Regions from separate parts of the Mus musculus genome. Here all the other regions are linked to region 5. The links are chromatin contacts, called in public HiCAR-type and promoter capture Hi-C maps. All regions are on one chromosome and are shown on one strand. Each heading gives the region's core, a stretch centred on a gene start, on an enhancer-like site or on the middle of the called end of the contact. The rest is flanking DNA. Distances are from core to core; before and after follow the strand shown.

Region 1 (2,700 bases), core at 164-2,663, 980 kb before region 5:
TCCTATCTGATAGGGTCAAACATTCAAGCAGCTTGCGCTCACTGCCCCCTGGTGGATACTCATGGAACAACAGGTAGGGCATGGGCTGGTCCTGGGAAGCGTGGGCCCAGTGCTAACAAAATAAGGTTTATTTAATCATTCTCACTGAGTCCACCACAAATGCAATGGGGTGGGTAAGTGTCTAGAAACCAGGCAGTACTCTGTGGCCCAAACAGATCAACAGGTGGGCAGGGGTTCTGCCCGGGGTCCCCGCAGAAGGGTCAGCCTCTGAGATGGACTGGCACCTTCATTTGTAAACAGTTTTTTCTTTTCCTTTCTCTAAAAAAAAAATTTTTTTTAAACCAGGCATGATGATGAGAATCCCAGCACTCAGGAGGCAGAGGCAGGTGAATCTCTGTGAGTTGGAGGATAGCCTGATCTACATAACAAATGCCAGGCTAGCTAGGGCTACATGGTAAGACCCTCGTTCCTAGTCCTGTCTGTGGCTTCTTGAATGCCTTGAGAAGCTGGGCCTGTTTGCGGTCTTCCCTTTATGTAGGTACTGAAGAAGACCTAGAACTTGGTGAGCCTTTAATCCAAAGGCTCTCTCTCCTTCAATACACTCTTTGAAAAGCAGCTTCCCGCCTCACGGTTTTCGAGACAGGGTTTCTCTGTGCAGTCCTGCTGTCCTGGAACTTGCTCTGTCAACTGGGCTGGCCTGGAACTCAAAGAAGTCCGCCTGCTGGGATTAAGGCCTGTGCCACCAGACCCCAGTTCAGTGCATTCTTTGAAGGGCAGCTACCCCCTTCTGAAGCAGCCTGGAGAACCCCACCTCTGATCATGACAGTGCAGAGAGCTTCCAGCCCACACTGACAGACAGACCTTAGGTCTCCCCTGGCAAGTGCGTGTTGTACTCCGTTTACATAAGGGCTTTTCCTCTGCAGGTTGATGATCAAAATTATGGCAGGGGAGAAGTCTGACACCCATCTCAGACACAAATTTTAAAAGATGACCAAAGACTCAATAATATATACAGATAATATTTTAATAGAGAATGTTAGTAAATCAAGATTAATACAAAAACAAAGAGCAAAAGTCAAAGTTGGGATTGACAGGGCTGGAATTAGGGTGAGGTAAAGGAGAGACAGTGCGGGGGTGGGGGCGAGTCGGTTCTACAAGTACAGAATGCATCAAAGTTACATTGGAGGCTTGACAACCACCCCCCCAGCCTCCCCAGCTCCCCAGCCCCCCAGCCCCAACCCACTCTCTCCTATCCCCACCCCACTCTTCACCCCCACCATAATAGGAAGAAACGGCTTCCGGGCTGCATGTAATTCTTACTTGTGCCACTAGAGGGAGCACACCTACCGCACAAACCTCCAATAAGCCACAGGGGGCTGGAAAAACCAGCAGGCCTCTGCAGCAGACAGTTTCCTAGCCTCAGAGCCCAAGACAAAAGGGAGAGTCTCAGGCCAGGGTTCTAGGGTGGCTGTGATCTTGTGCTGGGAAAAAAGAAAAAGAAAGAAAAGGAATAAAATCAGTCTCACCTTTTCCAGACATCTGCACTTGGGACAGAGTTTTGAGCTCCCTGTTTGTGTCAGAGACCAGCCTGAGATGGGGCAGGAGTACCAGCTCTTGTTAAGCAAGAACGGGGTCCAGTCCTGAGTGTCTTGGGGTCCCCTGTGTGGTTTGGGTGATAACGTTTGTGACTTCAGCAAAATGAACGGCTGGGCCAGAAGATCTCAGGACCAATGTAGGCATCAAATGTTGATCTCTCTCTCTCTTCAAAGCAGTCAGGAAAGGACGACAACACACGCACAATGAGTAGCATTGCTGAGGGAATCAGCCAGCGTCTAAATCTCCACACTCAGGCCTCTGCTTCTACTGAAGACGTGTGTGTGTGTGTGTGTGTGTGTGTGTGTGTGTGTGTGTGTGTACACGCATGCACACACTGAGGCCAGAGAAAAATAGCGGGTGTCCTGATTTACCATTTCTCATCTTATTCCCTTGAGTCCGAATCTGTCACTGAACTTGGATCTCTGCTGATGACTGACAATCCCCAGCAATCCTCCTGTCTCTGTCCCCAATAGAACTAGAGTGACAGACTTGTGTTCATGCATGCCAGGCTTGTATGTGAGTTTGGGGAAAATCTGTATTTAGGGCCTTTTCTGCCCCTAACCTGCTTTTCTGGCCAATGCTTTTACACACTGAGCCATCTTCCCACCCCTCAGTGAAGACTTCTGTTATAACAAATCACTGTCAAATCTCCTGAGCTACACTAGAAATGGCGGCAACGTTTACTGAACACTGGCAGCAGGCCGCCTTTGATGTGTGCGGACTGCTCCACAGTTCACACTATTGTCAGCAGCTTCCAAGACCACCAACCTCACTTCATAGACACGGGGAAGCAGAGACCACAGATAGGGGGCCCCTGTGAGCAGGTCTGTCTACCCCATGCTTCCCAGCGGGAGGAGCCTGATAAACCAGAACTGTCTAGGCTTTGACAAGTTTCTGAGTAGGATAGAGTTGGTTCCGAGGGGGTCTCAGGTCAGACCTTTGAAGCCATTTGGTACCACAACCTACCCAGGCTTTCAGAGCAGTGGCTCGCCTCTCCTTGGGACCCTCTGATTCCATAGTCTGAGAGTCACAGACCCAGCTCCTTGCACATGGGTCTGATGACAGGAGACCCTACGTTAGTGTAGCTCCCTCACTCTTCAAGAG
Region 2 (2,700 bases), core at 8-2,507, 790 kb before region 5:
TCAAATAGAATTGGTCTTTAAACGCAACACTTGGGAGGCAGAGAGAAGGAGGCCGATCTCTGTGAGTTCCAGGCAAGCCAGAAGTACATAGGGAGACGCTGTTTCAAAACAAAAACCCAAACCACAAAAACAAGGACCTTAGGACACTGGAGGGCTCCCCTAGCCCTCATCTTTTCTTTCTTGGGATGGGATCTCAGTTTGCAGTTGAGTCTATCCTGAAACTGTATTAAGTCTGGACTAGAATTTTGCCATTTCTGCCTGTGCCTCCCAAGAGCTGCCCCACCGGCAACTATGCCTAGATTTCTTTCTTTCTTTCTTTCTTTCTTTCTTTCTTTCTTTCTTTCTTTCTTTCTTTCTTCCTTCCTTCCTTCCTTCCTTCCTTTCTTTCTTTCTTTCTTTCTTTCTTTCTTTCTGCACACGGCAAGGAAGAGGGTAAGGAAAGAAAAGGCTTCAATAGTGAACTCTTTCCGTGGATCTAAGGACTACAGTCAATTTAGCATGCCAGTTGTCTGTCTTCTCGTTAGAATTTTCCTTTTTTGAAATTAGCAGGTTCCTAGAGTTTAGTCCTTTATATTTTAAAGAGTGAAACCAAGGAAAACACCGCTTGTGTGTATGCGGGAGCTCCTGTCATGTGGTCATGGAGAATGTCTTGTACATCGCCCTGTTTCCAGCACCTCGTAATCTGACTAGTGAATAGGCACCCAAAAAGTGTCTCAGGATTATTTTCGGAACTTTAGTTATCTTTCCCAACAGAAGCCTGTTGTGCCCACACTTGGCCACAAGCAAATCCAAGCCTAGAAATAACATTTATTCTAAGGATCTCTGCGCAAAGATTCTTGGGAAGTGGTTCCCTTTCTGCATTCTCCCGCTATTCCCCCCTTGGGGAGTCTTTGAAAGAACTGGCACGACTCGCGTTTTCTTCCCTTCTCCCACCTCCGAAGAACGGGCCGAGTAAGGGCAGGGGCATAAACCAATCCTAAAGCGGTATTTCCCCTACTAACCAATAGATACAGGCTGTAAGCACAGGGCGCCGCTTTTGCCATCCTTCAGCCCGCCCCTCAAACTCCTTTTAGATTCTCCACTTGACAACTCACCTGACCAATGGGAAGTTCCTACTCTGAGGGAGGGGGCGGGACTCAGCCCGCGACAGACGGCTCCTTCTGACCAATGGGTTGACAGAAGTGCGGAAGGGGGTGGAAGGCGGAGCCAATGGCGCGGTGCCAATCACGAGCATCAGGGAAAGGGCGGGACGAGAGTGTTAGCGGGAGGGAGGGGAAGGCCTCGGGATCCCAGCCGCGCTGCCGCCGCCGCCGCCGCAGCCCGAGTAGGAGGAGGGAGAAACCAGCGAGAAAATGGCGGCCGTGGCTGCTGAGGCGGCGGCGACCGCGGCGTCCCCCGGGGAAGGGGGCGCCGGCGAGGCCGAGCCGGAGCTAGAGCCCATTCCCGGCAGCGAAGCCGGCACCCCCCTCCCGGTCACGGCCACGGAGGCGGCGGTGCCGGACGGCGAGGCCGACGGGCGCCAGTCCGCCCCTCAGGCCGACGAGCAGCCGCTGCCGCCACCGCCGCCGCCGCCGCCGCCGGGGGAGCTGGCCGATAGCTCCGAGGCTGAGGAGGCGAAGCCGCCCGAGCCCGCGGCTGTCCCGGTCTCGCCGCCCGAGCAGCCTCCGGCCGCCCCCGAGCAGCCCGAGGACGCGCCGCGGCCGCCACCAGCTCCGGCGCTCGTGCCGCCGGCGGGCGGGGACTCGGCGGTGTCGCACCTCATCCCCGGCTCGGAGGTGCGGGTCACGCTGGACCACATCATCGAGGACGCGCTCGTCGTGTCGTTCCGCCTCGGGGAGAAGCTCTTCTCCGGGGTCCTCATGGACCTATCCAAAAGGTACCGTCGGCCCCCCAACTGCAAGCTGTCCGCTCCGCCGCGAGGGAGAGCGCGAACCCGAGCTGCTCCCGCCCCGCCCTCGGGTCCTGCGCGCCGCGCCGCTCTCCGCGTGGGGCGCGCTCCGCGTGGGGCCGACGCGCGCGGCCCCGGCCCCAGGTGTGCAGCTGGGGACGCGCGCGGGTGCAGATGGCTGGCACACCCCGCCTCCGCATCCCCAGCCCCCTGCGACCCTCTGGCTTGCGCACTGGGGCAGATGGGTTAATGCAAAATGCAGATGGATCCCCTAGAGAAACGGGTGCTGTGGGGGGGGGGGGGGGGGAAGAGGTGCTGCGGAGGCATCTCCCTGTCCTCAAATCAACCTTTAACTTTAGCGGGGCTGAAGAAAGGGGTGTGTGCTTTGGGCTTCCCAAAAGGTTACCTGTCAGTTGTTAAAAGAGGAAGAGCCTAGAGTTAATGAACCCTTTTTTAACTGTTATTAAGAACTGCTGGAAATAGTTTCTCGGAGGATCACTCTTTAATAAGGAGGTACCTTTTGCTAATTTTACTTATAGCTTAAAGAAATATTGGAGACGGGATAGGTCCCCTGTCTTTTGAACATTTACTACCCAAGTGGTGGGTTTACAAAGGAATGTTCGCATGACTTTTTCTTTGGCAGTGATAGAGATTGAGTCTCAAAAGATTTCCGAGACGATGTTTACAGTTAAATTTGTTTTGACTAGAAGGTTGAGTTCACCTACAAACCTCTGTCTTATCCAGTATATTTTCACCTTTTGATTTAAAATGTTCTGGGCACTGCTTTAAACAGGTAAAGAAGGTAATCTGCT
Region 3 (2,700 bases), core at 82-2,581, 940 kb before region 5:
TCACATTTGTTTAATCTCAGGTATTTTTTAAATTTTTATGAGGGCTCATAAATGCTAAAACTTCTTTTCAGTACAAGTTCATCAAAGCTAAAAAAAAAAACATAGAAAAACAAAACAAAACAAAACAAAAAACCCTCAGCCTAGACAGGGTTCAAACTTCTGTGTAACTCAGGCTGCCCTTGAACTCCTAACCCTTAAGCTACAGACAGCCTTCTGAGTGCTAATGTCGCAGGTATGCAGTACTATAGTAGCCTTTCAAAACTAAATTGTATTTTTAACCCGTAAAATTTTACTTGCGGCTTGATGATGGTGGCACACACCTTTAGTCCCAGCTCACAGGACTCTGTAGTCCTACAAGACCTCCCTCAGATCGCCAAGTTCAAGGCCAGCCTGGTCTACAGAGCAAGTCCCAGGACAGCTGGGGCTACACAGAAAAACCATGTCTCAAACCACAACAAATATCTATCTTGTAGAAAACTAGGCAGAAACTAAAGTCTTTTTCGTGTAATTATTTATTGACTGGTGACTTTCTAACGGGCCTAGTGGTAATCCTCTTTCGTGTCCTTTCTCATTTAATCATAATGTATCCCCAGCAGATTATTGTAGTTTGTATCCCTCTATTACCTAAAGCCAAGCTCTAAGTGGTTAAGACACTGGGTGAACAAAAACACCCAGGTAGTTGGTGGACTTGATTTTAAGTTAGTGGGATCACCAAAGGGCTCACAAAAATCAGCACAGCAGGATGTTATGCCATTATACTGCAGGCTCCAGAAAATGCCTTTCTGAAAACAAGTAAATTAAAAGGGCTTTCTATCCCGCAACCTGCCACAAGGACTGTTTCCCTGCAATGCTCAGCATGGATGCACGCTTAAGAGTACAATAAGATACTCACTGAGCCCTCTTTATAAAGAGGAACTCGTGCGTATCCAAGGGTGTCTTCTCTGGGGCTCCTGTGGGAATTGTTTGAAAATCTACCTCCCCATCGCAGGGCAGGCTGAAAAAGAAAGAAAGACAGGTGGAAGCGTCTGCAGGTTGGCAGGAGCAGCGCATGCGGAAGTCAGAACTTTCTGGGGGCGTCCTGGCCGCTGGATCCACGCGCGGCACACGCAGGTGGCGCCGCGTCCCCCGCGCTCCAGGATCAAGGGGGCAGGGTCACTGGGGATCGCCCCCAGAGTCCCAGGGAAGGTGAAGCCTAGCTTTCTGCCCGGGCGAGGGAGGAGGGTGGGCAGGAAGCGCAGCTCAGCGCCGGGGAAAGAAAGACTGCCATTCCCAGCCCCCCGCCCCGCGGGGCGCGGGGTGCTGGCGGCGCATGCGCGAGGCCCGGCCCCCAATTCCCCGAGCGAGGGAGGGAGGCCCCCGGCGGCCCGAACTGCGAGCCGCGGCGGGACCGAGCGCACGCAGGGGCGCGCCGGTGGCCGGGCGGGACGGGCTGCAGAGGCAGCGGTCGCGAGCACGCGAGGCCAGGGACCGGGCGGCCATCGGAGGGCACTACGTACCCGGTGCGGGAAGGGACCCACCACCCGCGGCCCCCCACGCCGGGACAGCGATGCGTGAGTCTGGCCCCGGCTCGAGGGCAGGATGTGCGAGCAGGACAAAGGCTAGGCGGCGGGGGAGGAGTTGGGGACTCTGAGCCAGTGACCCAGCCAGCCCTGGGAGAGCTACTACAGCCCGCAACTTTGCAACTTTTGCAGAGGGGCACATTGGATATTCTGCAAGTTGTTGCACACAGTTCCAGATAGCCCCAGGTTGGGCGGGCGGAGGGAGGGGAGCGGGGACACTGCTGGCTCTTCAGGACAGCGGGCGACAGCCAGCTCCACGGTGCAGGGCAGGAGGGGGCGCCCGTCCCGGACTGGGACAGGGACCGAGGAGGATCAGGGTCACTGAGGGCAGGGTGAAGGAAGAGTCTCCGATCGCTGAAGCTCCTGGTGTCCTCGCAGGGTGCGCCCCGAGATCCCGGTAGCTTCATAACTGCGGCGGTGATGGATGAGCCGTGGTGGGAAGGGCGCGTCGCCTCGGACGTACACTGCACTCTGCGCGAGAAGGTCAGTTCCTCCCCGCCCTTGTCACTCGCAAGGACTGGGTATTTAAAGTCACTTTCGGTCTCCTGTGGGTGTCTTCAGGATGCCCCGCATGGGAACTCAGCACTCTTGGTGCCCTTTTATTTGTGCGCCTGCTCTTTTACCTTCATGGGGAGTGTGGTCTTCTTCCAGGCAAAGGACCTGGAGATCCAAGAACTTGAAGTCGGTTTTTCACCAGCCACCTAAATGAAGAATAGTTCGTATCCCATTGGATTTCCTCCCGAGGTTACTTTACATGGTACAAGAATGGATTAAAAAAAAAATACTGTGTATCCATTACAGTGTGTAATTCAAAGACACATAATACCACCTACTATACATAATGCTGATTTTCCCTATCATTGTAATGATGTTGTAGCAATTTCTTTTAAAATATAATTACTAGACTAGTGCATAGCTCAGTGGTAAAGCAGATGCCTAAATAAATCTATGCAAACGTAGTAAAGTTACAGTTCGGTGTAAAGAAATATTAGGTAGATGGTGGGAATTCATTGTTAAGGCAGGAACTGAATGAAATTTAAAAGTCTGGCCTGGGGGCAGTCCTAGCACTGTGGAGACAGCAGAAGGATCTCCACAAGTTCAAGGTCAACTGAAGCGTCAGGAGGAGCTCCAGGAAGCACAG
Region 4 (2,847 bases), core at 125-2,624, 540 kb before region 5:
CATGCCCAGCTCCAACATTTGGTCCATTCTGTGGTTGTGAAGACTGAGGCAGAGCTGGGAGTGAGTTTAAGTGTACAGGTACTGGATGCCAGGCAGAGTCAAGTTCCAATTCTGGGCTTGCCTCTCGGTCCACCTTGCTTCACAGCCAGACAGTAAAAAGCTGTAGATTCTTTTTCTTCTTGGGTACCTGGTAATGGTTTGCCCCTGTGTCCCACGACTTCATTCCCTAAAAGTGGTGTGGATACAGGTTTTTGTTCAGCTCATGTGAGCATGGTGCCACACATTAGGCTTCTGTTCCCTTATCATTTCCATTCCCTGCTCCTCCTGAGACCTACACTGCTAGCATCTTAGTTGTATTACAGATGGCAAAATTTTTGCTTCAAGTGAGGAAGGTGCTTAAAGGTAGGGGAGCAGGGCAGGGGGAAGGTATAGAGAACTTTTGGGATAGCACTTGAAATGTATATAAAGAAAATATCTAATAAAAAATAATCAAAAAAGAAAGAAAGGAAGGAAGGAAGGAAGGAAGGAAGGAAGGAAGGAAGGAAGGAAGGAAGGAAAGGAAGAAAGAAAGAAAGAAAGAAAGGAAGAAAGAAAGAAAGAAAGAAAGAAAGAAAGAAAGAAAGAAAGAAAAGGAAGTGGGACTGGAATGGGAGGCACCCATCTCTCCTTCCTGGCAGCACCGATTGTTCTACCCACAGTGCTCTCTGAGTTTGCACAGCAAACTTCTTGACATCTTCCATCTCCATTCCTAGAAGTTCCTTCCCTTGCAAGCCATAGCCCTTTACACTCATTTGGACCTACTCTTCTTTTGGTAAGATACTGCCGCAGCTCCTGAGCAGGTAGCCCCTGTGTGTGCAGGAGCAGTTTGTAAGTTGTCCCAGAACAATGATTCCCAGGGAGTAAGTGCCCAGTAAGTGAGCATAAAATGAACACAGCTCACTGTATAGCTTGACTCTTTCACCTGGGCAGTATCTGTACAATGGGGAGACTCCAACATGACTCTTTTATACCCTAGAGCATCTAGGACAGTTCCAGAAGGCTATGCTGTTAGTATTTGTCCCTGTAAAGCTATGTGTTTCCCCCAGTTACTCCTTTGCTCATAACCTTTTGTTGACAGTCCAGATAAACATTGGTATTCTGTCTCCTGGCTTTCTTATTTCCGTGTAGGACAAGAAGAAGTGAAGTCTCTGCATATTCCCTGCTTATCGCACCTCAGGGCCCTGTGCAGATTCTTGGTGAGGAGATACCTGACCTGAGAGGACACCATGGACTGAGTTCCACATCTCTGTCACAATGGCTCCTCTGACTACAGCCCGGTCCTGACTCACATGCCTGGCAGAGGCCCATGGGAGGCCAGAGCCTGTCCTCTCTCTGGATCCTTGGCACAAACCAGTGCCAACAAACTAGAGGAGGAATCTTTGCCTTTGAGGTAGGAGCCAGCAGGGCTGTTGCAGATCGGCTAAGAAAATAACTCCTCCCAGTCTCCTGAGGTTCAACCAAGGGCAACAGCCAGAGTGGGATGGGCCGATCTCCCTGGGAGGGCCGGAAGCTGCTGGTGATAACAGCGGAGCTCAGGTGAATGCTTTCTGGTCAGAAGCTCAGATGTGAAAGTCTATGACTATGCTTCTGTTGACAGGCTGGAGTCTCATGTTCATCTCTTGGCTTGGCATCTGCATGCTGTGGCTTACAAGCTGGGTGGGCAGGGGCTCGTTTGTACAGTTTCTTACAAGAGCACAGGTAGGGGTTATTTACAGGAGCACTTTATCTTGTTAGTGGCTAACGCCACCGAAGAGCATAACTCTTCGTCACTCCAGCAACCACTAACTGCCTGTATCACCCCACGGAGGGGTGGAGCCTTGGGAGGTCTTCATTCTTTCATAAAGGAATATTGATGGGACAAGTCATGTATGGGTCTTACACAGATAATTACAGAAGCTGAGTATTTTCATGTGCAGTGGCCACATCCTGTCCAGAGGGCAGCATTCCACAACATTCCTTCCTCTGTCTCTTAGATTCTTTCAATTCCCTCTTTCTTGGTATTCCGTGGACCTTGGAGGGGCTGATAAGAGAGGGACACTCCCTTCTGTTTCCAGGGATGAGGAAATCCTTTTGGTTTGATTAGATGAGAAGAGGGGCTGAGGACCTTTCTCTTCAGTAGCCCAATCCCAGGAGGGCTAACTGTATTCATGGTTCACCACCCATCTGTTATAGGAATCTTGCCCTTGAACCCTTCATCTTTAATGCTATGGATAGGAGAGGATTTGCTGCAACATATTTATGGTCTGGAAGCTTAGTCCCCAGTATGGTACCATCAAGGATATAGAACCCTTAAGAGGAGCTCAACCCACAAATGGATCAATGCTGCCCTACAGTTGTGCATCAGGTCTTATTAGAGAAGCTCTGTTAGAGAGCCTGGCCCTTCTCCAGGGCTTTGCTCCCTCTCTCAATACTCATGGTCTCTCACACATTCTCCTCCCATCTGCTGTGTTGGACATAGCCAGAAGCCCTTCCTCAGGGCTCGAAGAGATGGGCCATCCAGTTGTAAGCTCTCATCCTCTAGAATTGCGTGCTAAGTACACCTCTTTTTCTTTGTAAAGTACCTAGCTTCTGGCATTATGGGAATGGAAAGTGGATGGAGACATTTATCATCACCCAGTTAGTCTGAATTTAATTCCCTGTAAAGGTAGAAGCAGTTACACCATCAGGGTCACGAAAGTCAGCCTTAAAGCAGGAGAGGCAAATAAGAGGGGGGGACATCATGACTGGGAGGAGAGTCTCTGAGTCCAGCTTTCACAGTGGCCTCTCAGATGTCCACCTACTGCTTCTTAATCCCTTGAAAGGCTCCTC
Region 5 (2,700 bases), core at 101-2,600:
CTTTTTCTACCACCTCTGAGGTGGTAGAGGCTGAGCATGCTACTCCTCTAGGCTCTTCTGTTACCGGCTTTAGAAAAACCTGCCAATGGCATGGGCCCCATGCACTTAACAACAGGCACTACTTCATAAAGAACTTGTGCTACAAATGGTAAAGACAAGTTGTCAAATGCCCCAAGACTCTGGGCATAGAAAAAAAAAAAAGGTTATACAAACCTTTCCAGCTTAAGTTCTTAAAACTTTTTTTAATTTTTGAATCTCATTTCATCACTACTGAGAATCATGCAGGACAAAAAAAGCATGGGCATTTTTATACTTTCTCATACAATGCTAATGGTTTATCACATTTGTCCCCCAAATTGGGGGGTGGGAGTGGGTGGTGATGGCGATCCAACTCAAAGAGGACATTTTTATGGGATATGTAATCAACGTATGTTTATACTGGAGTTCTGCCTAACATCCTGTGTTGGGTTTGCCTAGTCTCTTACCTCTCTAGCCCTCAGCCTTCCAAACCCAGAGATGAGTCAGTTCACATGTATGTGTTTTGATAAGCGCTAACACCTGACAGCATTTGATAAGCCGCGAGGAGCTAGGAGAACGGTAGCAGTGAGGGCTGAGCACGTTAACTATCGCTATCTTAATCTTCACAATCCTGGACTAACAAGCGACCTCACTGTACAGATTAGAAACCTGCAAAATAAGTCACAGCGACTCTCGCCCAACACCGCATCACGAAAAGCAGCCAACGGCGGCAATTTCAAAAGTGACAGTGTGAACTTTTCATCCAGCCCGGCAAGAGTGAGCGTGCGGTGCTGGGCCGCGGGCCCTGGCGCCGGCCCGCAGGAGCCGCGCGGGGTGCAGCCCGGACTGCCCCGGGAGTATCCCAAGACAGGCAGAGTCTCAGAAACAAGCTGCCTCGGACGCCTTCGACAACCCGCGTGAGGGGAGGACAAGACAGACCCTGCAGGAGCGGGGGACGAGGCCCGCGGACGCAGAACATTCTGGGACGTGGGAAGCCTTGGGGTCAGGTGAGAAGGCCGGATGCGAAGGCTGCGGCCACGACCCGCAGTGCGCCGGGACAGGGGCCTCTGGGGGCCAGGCGGGACAGCTGCAGTCCCAGCCCACCCGGACCGCAGCGAGACAAACCACGGGGCGCATGCAGTTCAGTGGCATCCCCCGGCCGCAGCGTCGCCTTCACAGGCAGGCGCGCCGGAGAACCCCGCGTCCTCTCACCTGGAGCGCGGCGGAACCAGCTACAGCGGACGAAAAAGCCGGCCGCAGCGGAACCTAAGGAGACCGGAAGCGAGGGGCGGGACCGGAACCGGCGGGCGGACCGGAAAGTGTGGTTGAGACCGGAAATGTGTTGTAGGGGAGGGGGAAATGCGGCTGCCGCTTGTTTGGTTTCTCCTCCGATGTGACGCCTGCGGAGCCCAGGCCGGCCGAGTGTTTTCCAGACTTTGACCTCTGTGAAAGAGACCCCTCCCGGTTCTTGGTGGCCGCCGCCGGCTGTTCTGCGCATGCTCCGGCCCGGTGGCGACTTTTTTTTTTTTTCCACCAGAGCTGAGCTTTGCGGAGCCCTGTGACTCCTGTGGCAGTGTCGCGTTCCGAATGAAGCCGACCTTTGAGGACTGAAGAGGAGACTTTTCTAGAGACGCAAGGAGCCAGGAATATAATTTGCCCACTCCAGGGGAAAGCCGGCCAAAGTGATCCAAACACTCATGGAACAAATATCCGTGTGACAACGGTGTTCCAGATCTGTGTGTCGGTCGGCTCCACCCACTCGTGCTTGCTTTGCCTCCTTAAATGCAAGGAAAGCTAGTTCTCTTTACAGAAGAATGCCATGCTTTCATAGAAATAAATGCTGCAGCGTTCGAAGTCACTCGGAGAGACCGGAGACTCCGTTTAAATTATAGTTATCCGAGTTTTTCTTCTTAAGCAGCCGCTCTCTTTAGTTCCTGTGAGCTAAAACAGGAAAGGGGCTTTTAAGGGCAGTTACAATTACTTCATTTCTGTGGGATTGACAGCTATGTGAGGAACTGCCTCACCCCCACCCCCCACCCCCTGTGCGTAATGATGAGCGGAGTTCGCAGAAATCAGAGCCAGCAGTTAATCATTTCATAGCAGTTTTCCAATTCATGGGGAAGGGGCAAGGAGTCAGAGTTGCTAGGAACTTATCTTTTCGGAATTTAGAATGGGTGCCTCACATAAAGTGGAGTTTTTCTTAGCTATCAAAGCAGTCTCCATTTGAACCCCTGGAGGCGGCTCTTGCCTGTAATCCCAGCTGAGGCAGTAGGATAGTGCATAAATTTGAAGCCAGCCTGGGCATAGGGAATTCTAGTTCCAGCCCTGGGATACAGACTGAAACTCTGACTCAGACAGAAGAAAGCCTCAACGGGACCTAACCCTTCTCATCCATTCAAGAAATTCCCAGTGTTACTTGTTATGCAAAAGAAAAAAGAAAAGAAAGACCTAAAAAGTAACTTGAAGAATGTTTACATCATCAGCCCCTAGATAAGTATATCTGATACTTTTTAAAACTTCAAATTCAATCTTAGAGACCCATAAGAGGCGTGGCCACCTCTTGACAGTTGTTCTCAGACTTCCTGTGCCTTGGTACAAACAGACCCACAGAAAAATTAATGTAATTGGAGGGAGGGGGAAAACATGGTTTCTCTATGTATAGCTCAGGCTTGCCTGGAACTC
Region 6 (2,703 bases), core at 198-2,697, 630 kb before region 5:
ATGGCATAAAAATAACCAAACCCACACAAAAACTTTGGTGTGAGATCATCAGGAAAACCAATGTAGGTCTACCTCCCCTCTGCCAGCCCCCAACTTACCAAGTGGGAGAGCGATGAAGAAGGGGAGCCAACATAAGATGAACATTCCGACTACAATGCCCAAGGTTTTGGCTGCTTTCTTTTCCCTGGAGAACTTAAAAAGTTTGACAGCTATGGAACTCCTGGGGTTGTGGCCCTTGGCCTTGGTACTGCTGAGGGTGTCCTCATGAAAGTTCTTAGAGTGGATTCTCAGGGTCAGCTCTTTGGAGTTGGACATTTCCTTCATGACTCCCGCCTCCAGATTCTTGGTGGTCCTCTTGGCCACGATGTAGACTCGGCAGTACATGACCAGGATGACCGCCAGTGGGATGTAGAAGGAGCCCAGGGAGGAAAAGAGGGCGTAGAAGGGTTCTTCTGTGACCCCACATTCTTTGTCGTCATTGGGCGCAGGTTCTTTCCATCCAAGGAGAGGCCCGATGGAGATGACCGTGGACAAGACCCACACACTGAGGAGCGCCAAGATGGCCTTCCTGCGGGTGACCAGCGTGGGGTACTGCAGAGAGTATCGCACCCCAATGTAGCGGTCAATGGAGATGGCACATAGGCTCAGGATGGAGGCCGTGCAACACAGGACATCAACCGCTGCCCAGATGTCACAGAAGATGCGCCCCAGCACCCAGTAGCCGAGCACTTCCAGGGTAGCGGAGAAGGGCAGGACTGTGAAGCTCAACAGCAGGTCAGCAATGGCCAGGTTGACAATGAAGTAGTTGGTGGGCGTCCGCAGGTGCCGGTTGCAGGCCACCGACAGGATGACCAAGATGTTGCCCACGATGGCAAAGAGGATGAAGGCGCCCAGCACCAGGCCCACAGAGATGGCCCTGGTGACGTCCAGCTGGGGCAGTGTGGAGTTGCTCGAGGTCTGGTTGGGGCCAGTGAAGTTGGCATCTTTCAACTCTCCCCAGTGGGCAGGTGCTGATGTGTTGTGGCCGGTGTCCAGATCGGGATTCATTTTAAAGTCCGCCCTCCATAGCCAGGGAGGAGATTGGGCTCGGAAGGGCTGCGACCAAAGCTCCTCAGCTGCCCTGAAACTTTGCTCCCTCCGTGGTCTTCTTTCCAGAGGCGTCCTCCTGGCGAGAAGTCATCTCCCCCGGGCAGCCTAGCCCGGCAGCACGTCGCCTGCCTGCACCCAGCGGCTCGCTCGCCTGTCAGAGGGAGGAGGAGGAGAGAGGGGACGAGGCGGCAGCTCCAAGTTTAATGGTCCACGTCAGGCGCGCCTGGCCGGGCTGGCGCGGGAGCGCGGGGAGGAGCGGGCGCCGGGCCGGGGGTGCCCGGCTGTGCCCGGCCCGCGGCGGGTCTACGGACCGCGGTGCCTTCTCCGCCCAGCGATCGCGAGGAGGGTCTGCTTTCAATGAGCCGCCTCTGGGCTGACTGCACGGCGGTGACATCAGGCGGGGAAGCCCGGGCGCCCTGACTCTGTGCGGCACTAGGGGGCAATGCGGGTCCAGCCAAGGAGCGCAGCCCCGACGCCAGCGCCAGCCTAGTCGGCTTGGAGACCTGCCGCGCCCGGCACCGCTCCCTCTGCGGGGATGGGGCGGGGAGCAGAGCAGGGGATCCGGGTGTGGGCATCCCGGTTCATACACCCCAGGGGGCCCGCTGGGATTATTTTTTCCCCCTGTTCACGCTTCAGTTAAAAGGTAGGGTGGGGATGCTTACCTCTAATGGGGGCTCCTGGAGTCAAGCCATGGGTTCAGAGAGATGTGCAACTTCTACACAACTGGCTTCTACAAAAGGAAGAAAATCCCTGCGTTAGGCAGGTGACAGAGACTTGAGTCACATCTGAGACCAGGCGTATACTTTAGTTCCCCCTTGCAACCTCTTTGGCCTTGATAAAACCTAGAAACTTCTGTTGCTCATTCATTCGTTCAGTTATTCCCTGCACACATTCCTTCAGTGGATTGTTAATGTCCACCTCCAGGCAGTGGCTCCATTCTAGGCACTGTTCTCCAACAGTTAGAAGGGTACCCAGATTCCTGACCGGCAAGTGGAAGCTTATCAAACAAGCAAAATCTGAAGCGAGACATCTAATGACAGGAGTTTAGGAGAAGATTAATTGAGGACAGAGAAATGCAACCAGGGTATGGAAGAATATGAATTGGATTTTTTTTTTTAATGACAGAGTATGATGTAGCTCAGGTTGCCCTCCAGCTCACTGTATAACACAAGAATACCTTTGAACTCTTGATTTTCCTATGGCCACCTCCTGAGTGCTGGAATTACAAGCATGTACCGCCGTGGTTGGTTTATTTGATACTGGGGATGGAATTCAGGGCTTCGTGCATTCTAGGCAAGCACATACTCTACCAAGTGAGCAGCATCTCTAGGCTGAACTTGACATTTTAAGAAGGGGCTTGGGGTTGTCACTAAAGAGATAGTTGAGGGAGGGAGGGAAGGAGGGAGGAGGGAGGGAGGGAAGGAGGGAAGGAGGGAAGGAGGGAAGGAGGGAGGAAGGGAGGGAAGGGTGAGAGGGAGCTAGTTGTATCTCTGGGAGTAGAGAGTGAGGACTGATTGCCAAATCCTGGGGAAGGGACTTGGGGGGGGGGGTCTTGCCTGTTGGCTCTTTTCTTGTATTGCCTTGTATACATGTAGGCTATTAGGCTACAAACCC
Region 7 (2,700 bases), core at 52-2,551, 1.0 Mb before region 5:
AACATTTATGATCACTACAAATTATAAATTTATGTAATATCAATACTGATCTCTGCATAGCTTGATAACTTCCTAAGTGTCTTATGGGTGAGTGTCACAGCTAAGGGAAGGAAGGCAGGTGCAGGTGAGATCATTATTCTTCCTCTGACATCTCTGAAAGTGAAATACTGTCTATGCAGTCCACTGACGTGTCTAGGGGAATGCAATCAGCATTGGACTTTGGAGGCATTTCTGCATTAAAATTCTGACTGTAAAGTCTGCATCTTGTGACAGCTGTTAGCCAGATGCTCCTGCTGCTCAGTGGGGAATACTAGGAGCTAGAAGAAGGGAGCAGAGGAAGGAAGGGAGAGGTGCTAATAACAGGCCTTTGGTGTTTCTTCTTCTAGTGTCTGCTTGTTATCTAACTGAGATCTCTCTGATGTCTTGGATGCTGAGATCACCCAGGGTGTTCTCTCTCTCTCTCTCTCTCTCTCTCTCTCTCTCTCTCTCTCTCTCTCTCTCCCTCTCTCTCTCTCTCTCTCTCCATAACTTGAGGTAGACCTGAGAGTCAGAAGGATAAAGAAGAAACTCATCTGCAGAGGACAAAGAGAGAGAGAGAGAGAGATGAGGGCAGGGACATATATGTTCCCATCTGTGTGGACATTGACATCCAGAGAAAATCCTCACGTGTGTACGTGTGTACGTGTGTGTGTGTGTGTGTGTGTGTATACAGAAAAGAAGCCACTGAACACTCAATGTCACCTCACACAGATACTTAGCCACTATCAGACACACCCAGTATACTCCCAGTTACACACTCAGCTCAGTCTTCACCATGAATCTGCACATGCATACTGGGGTCTGACGTATATTTGAATGCATAACCTACACACACGCACACACTACTACTACTACTACTACTACTACTACTACTACTACTACTACTACTACTACTACTACTACAAAACATGTATGTATACCTTATAATCACTGTCCAGTGCACGAACATTCAGTGAACAAGGAAATGCTCTCTCCTGAGACAGCCTCGGATCCACCAAGAGATAAATGCCCACGTGTACACACAGATGGCTCTGCAGACACTGGCGAACACCGCAATAACAACGACTCGTGTACTAAACCTTCAAATGCTCTGACAGCTTCTACACACATAAATGCATCGACACACCCAAGTTGCCCCCATCGCTAAAAGTCTTTCTAAAATCCGAAGGGAAAAAGAAGGCCAGCTGCTAGCCAGCGCACGTGACCGGGAAGGAAGGCACTCCCGCCCATGACGGGATGGGAAAACTATGCCTGGGGCCGGCATCTCTGGCTGCTGCAGGCAGGACTGAACACCACCGGAGCAGCGACGTCGGATGGCCCTGGATGTGGCTCGGTGCACAGAAGGTGAGTGTAGTGCCCCTCAGGACAGAGAGTGGGGCGGACCTGGAAGAACCTTGGATGCTGCAGGCGCGAGATGAGGTAGCAGAGAGCTCGCCCCGGGATGGGGATAGACATCGGGATGGGCCCCTCTCCACCTCTGCCTCCCTCGGGCATTACAGCCCGGATTCAAACATTTCTAAGGAGCATGCCATGTGCCAGGTTCTGACTGCTGGCTCGCAGGTTAAGAAAGAAAAGAGCCCTGAGGTTTACTGAGAACCTATTTGGTACCACGCCCTCAGGCCCTGAACTTGTGTGCTTTCGTTTCCATGACAACGACTTATCTATCTTCAAAGGAGGAACTAACTTTAAGGACAGGCTCTGGGCTGCACCGGCAGCAAAGGTACTTAACTCTTTGTGTCCAAATTGGACGCTTGGGTTCACAGAGTTAACCTCAATAGGGCTCATTATCTCTTTATCTCTGGACATTTCTTTAAATACATTAAAATGGGGAGAAGGGTGGTGCAGATTGTGCTCAGAAAGCTATAGTAAATGACAGTCAGAAAATTACATCAAATTCTTCACAATTCTCTCCTCTCCCCCTGCTTCATCAAACTCCTCGTCTCTAAGCCTCGTCTTTATTTTCGTTAGAGCCAGGGTCTCCTATGGCCCATCCAACCTTGAGCTCACTATGTAGCTGAGGGATAACCTTTGACTCCTGCTCCTCCTGCCCCTGCCAATGGTGTGGTAGGATTCCCCGTGTGTCACCACGTCGGATTTATTCAGTTCCAGGGAGCAAACCCAGGTTTTTTTTGTCCATGCTGGCCAAGCTCTCTCCCTGCAGAGCCATACTCCAAATGCCCTTGCCTCATTTGTATCTCTATACAGTTCACATTTTCTACCACCACTGCCCTGGGATCCACTCCAGGAACCTCAACACCCAAACTATCACAGTGGCTGATGGTGGTCTCCCAGCCCATCCAGTTCCTTCTGTAACACACGAAGGCCTTCGTACATCTCAGTGTGGTGCTCCTCTGCCGTGACCATAAAACTGGTCTGCAACATTCCAGAGCTCCTTCCCGTAAATGACTGTCTGCCAGAAACTATACACAGCAGACCAGCAGCGTTAATAATGACAAAGGCATTTAGAATTATTAAAAATCTCTCTTCCCACTGTTTTACTTCGGCTCTCCCATCTACACAGGATTATTTGGTATCTGGTTGCTACAATCACTACTCCGCTCTCCACCACCAACTAACTCAACCCCTCTGCTTGCTCATCTCTCCAGACATCGCCTCTGCCCTTTTCTGATTTAACTAGCAAAGCACACTCGAACGTGCGAC

Evidence for each region. Promoter capture Hi-C pulls out the DNA fragments that hold promoters and counts their contacts. HiCAR-type assays count read pairs that join an accessible place to other places.
Region 1: a contact with region 5 is called in a promoter capture Hi-C map of hippocampal neurons, with 4 times the contacts expected there. The contact joins the enhancer-like site here to the promoter of Ublcp1 in region 5. A contact is called at or near these places in 2 of 39 promoter capture datasets (embryonic stem cells and hippocampal neurons), 1 of 484 Hi-C or Micro-C datasets (stem cell-derived neural stem cells), 2 of 115 datasets of contacts at active chromatin or transcription factors (astrocytes and embryonic stem cells) and 2 of 9 other capture datasets (adipose tissue and embryonic stem cells).
Region 2: a HiCAR-type map of astrocytes shows a contact between it and region 5, with 6 times the contacts expected there. The contact joins the promoter of Pwwp2a here to the promoter of Ublcp1 in region 5. A contact is called at or near these places in 14 of 39 promoter capture datasets (the 3T3-L1 cell line, the C10 cell line, the HPC-7 cell line and 10 more), 4 of 484 Hi-C or Micro-C datasets (CD4 T cells, embryonic stem cells and muscle stem cells), 9 of 115 datasets of contacts at active chromatin or transcription factors (the 230-238 cell line, astrocytes, bone marrow-derived macrophages and 6 more) and 3 of 9 other capture datasets (adipose tissue, embryonic stem cells and pancreatic islet).
Region 3: a promoter capture Hi-C map of embryonic stem cells shows a contact between it and region 5, with 5 times the contacts expected there. The contact joins the promoter of Ccnjl here to the promoter of Ublcp1 in region 5. A contact is called at or near these places in 9 of 39 promoter capture datasets (the 3T3-L1 cell line, HPC-7-derived erythroid cells, cranial neural crest and 4 more), 1 of 484 Hi-C or Micro-C datasets (embryonic stem cells), 4 of 115 datasets of contacts at active chromatin or transcription factors (astrocytes, embryonic forebrain, neural tube and 1 more) and 2 of 9 other capture datasets (adipose tissue and liver).
Region 4: a contact with region 5 is called in a promoter capture Hi-C map of liver, with 2.3 times the contacts expected there. The contact joins the enhancer-like site here to the promoter of Ublcp1 in region 5. A contact is called at or near these places in 2 of 39 promoter capture datasets (3T3-L1-derived adipocytes and liver) and 1 of 115 datasets of contacts at active chromatin or transcription factors (pancreatic cancer cells).
Region 6: a promoter capture Hi-C map of embryonic stem cells shows a contact between it and region 5, with 3 times the contacts expected there. The contact joins the promoter of Adra1b here to the promoter of Ublcp1 in region 5. A contact is called at or near these places in 4 of 39 promoter capture datasets (cranial neural crest, embryonic stem cells, maxillary cranial neural crest and 1 more), 1 of 484 Hi-C or Micro-C datasets (embryonic fibroblasts), 2 of 115 datasets of contacts at active chromatin or transcription factors (astrocytes and embryonic stem cells) and 2 of 9 other capture datasets (adipose tissue and embryonic stem cells).
Region 7: a promoter capture Hi-C map of embryonic stem cells shows a contact between it and region 5, with 7 times the contacts expected there. The contact joins the promoter of C1qtnf2 here to the promoter of Ublcp1 in region 5. A contact is called at or near these places in 3 of 39 promoter capture datasets (embryonic stem cells and maxillary cranial neural crest), 2 of 484 Hi-C or Micro-C datasets (cerebellum and ventricular fibroblasts), 1 of 115 datasets of contacts at active chromatin or transcription factors (astrocytes) and 1 of 9 other capture datasets (adipose tissue).

What each region holds. Positions count from the first base shown.
Region 1 is chr11:43,492,833-43,495,532 of GRCm38.p6, forward strand. No RefSeq gene overlaps it. Among named protein-coding and RNA genes, the nearest start is that of C1qtnf2, 20 kb to the left of the region's middle. Within about 2 kb of position 1,414, at least 52 of the 459 cell types and tissues checked have an H3K27ac peak or open chromatin away from gene starts, as enhancers often do. A contact at or near this core is called in hippocampal neurons and stem cell-derived neural stem cells, where this site is marked.
Region 2 is chr11:43,680,741-43,683,440 of GRCm38.p6, forward strand. Pwwp2a (PWWP domain containing 2A) reads left to right here and starts at 1,258. Exons shown (of 2, transcript NM_027557.1): 1 at 1,258-1,876. The coding sequence starts at 1,353. It overlaps Gm34963 (a long non-coding RNA gene), which reads right to left and starts at 1,324. Exons shown (of 2, transcript XR_388594.3): 1 at 1,095-1,324.
Region 3 is chr11:43,527,418-43,530,117 of GRCm38.p6, forward strand. It overlaps Ccnjl (cyclin J-like), which reads left to right and starts at 1,332. Exons shown (of 6, transcript NM_001045530.2): 1 at 1,332-1,550; 2 at 1,938-2,042. The coding sequence starts at 1,980.
Region 4 is chr11:43,927,962-43,930,808 of GRCm38.p6, forward strand. No RefSeq gene overlaps it. Among named protein-coding and RNA genes, the nearest start is that of Gm12153, 30 kb to the right of the region's middle. Within about 2 kb of position 1,375, at least 52 of the 459 cell types and tissues checked have an H3K27ac peak or open chromatin away from gene starts, as enhancers often do. A contact at or near this core is called in liver, where this site is marked.
Region 5 is chr11:44,469,198-44,471,897 of GRCm38.p6, forward strand. It overlaps Ublcp1 (ubiquitin-like domain containing CTD phosphatase 1), which reads right to left and starts at 1,351. Exons shown (of 11, transcript NM_024475.5): 1 at 1,231-1,351.
Region 6 is chr11:43,835,042-43,837,744 of GRCm38.p6, forward strand. It overlaps Adra1b (adrenergic receptor, alpha 1b), which reads right to left and starts at 1,448. Exons shown (of 2, transcript NM_007416.4): 1 at 99-1,448. The coding sequence starts at 1,047.
Region 7 is chr11:43,473,005-43,475,704 of GRCm38.p6, forward strand. C1qtnf2 (C1q and tumor necrosis factor related protein 2) reads left to right here and starts at 1,302. Exons shown (of 4, transcript NM_026979.5): 1 at 1,302-1,383. It also overlaps the pseudogene Gm12151.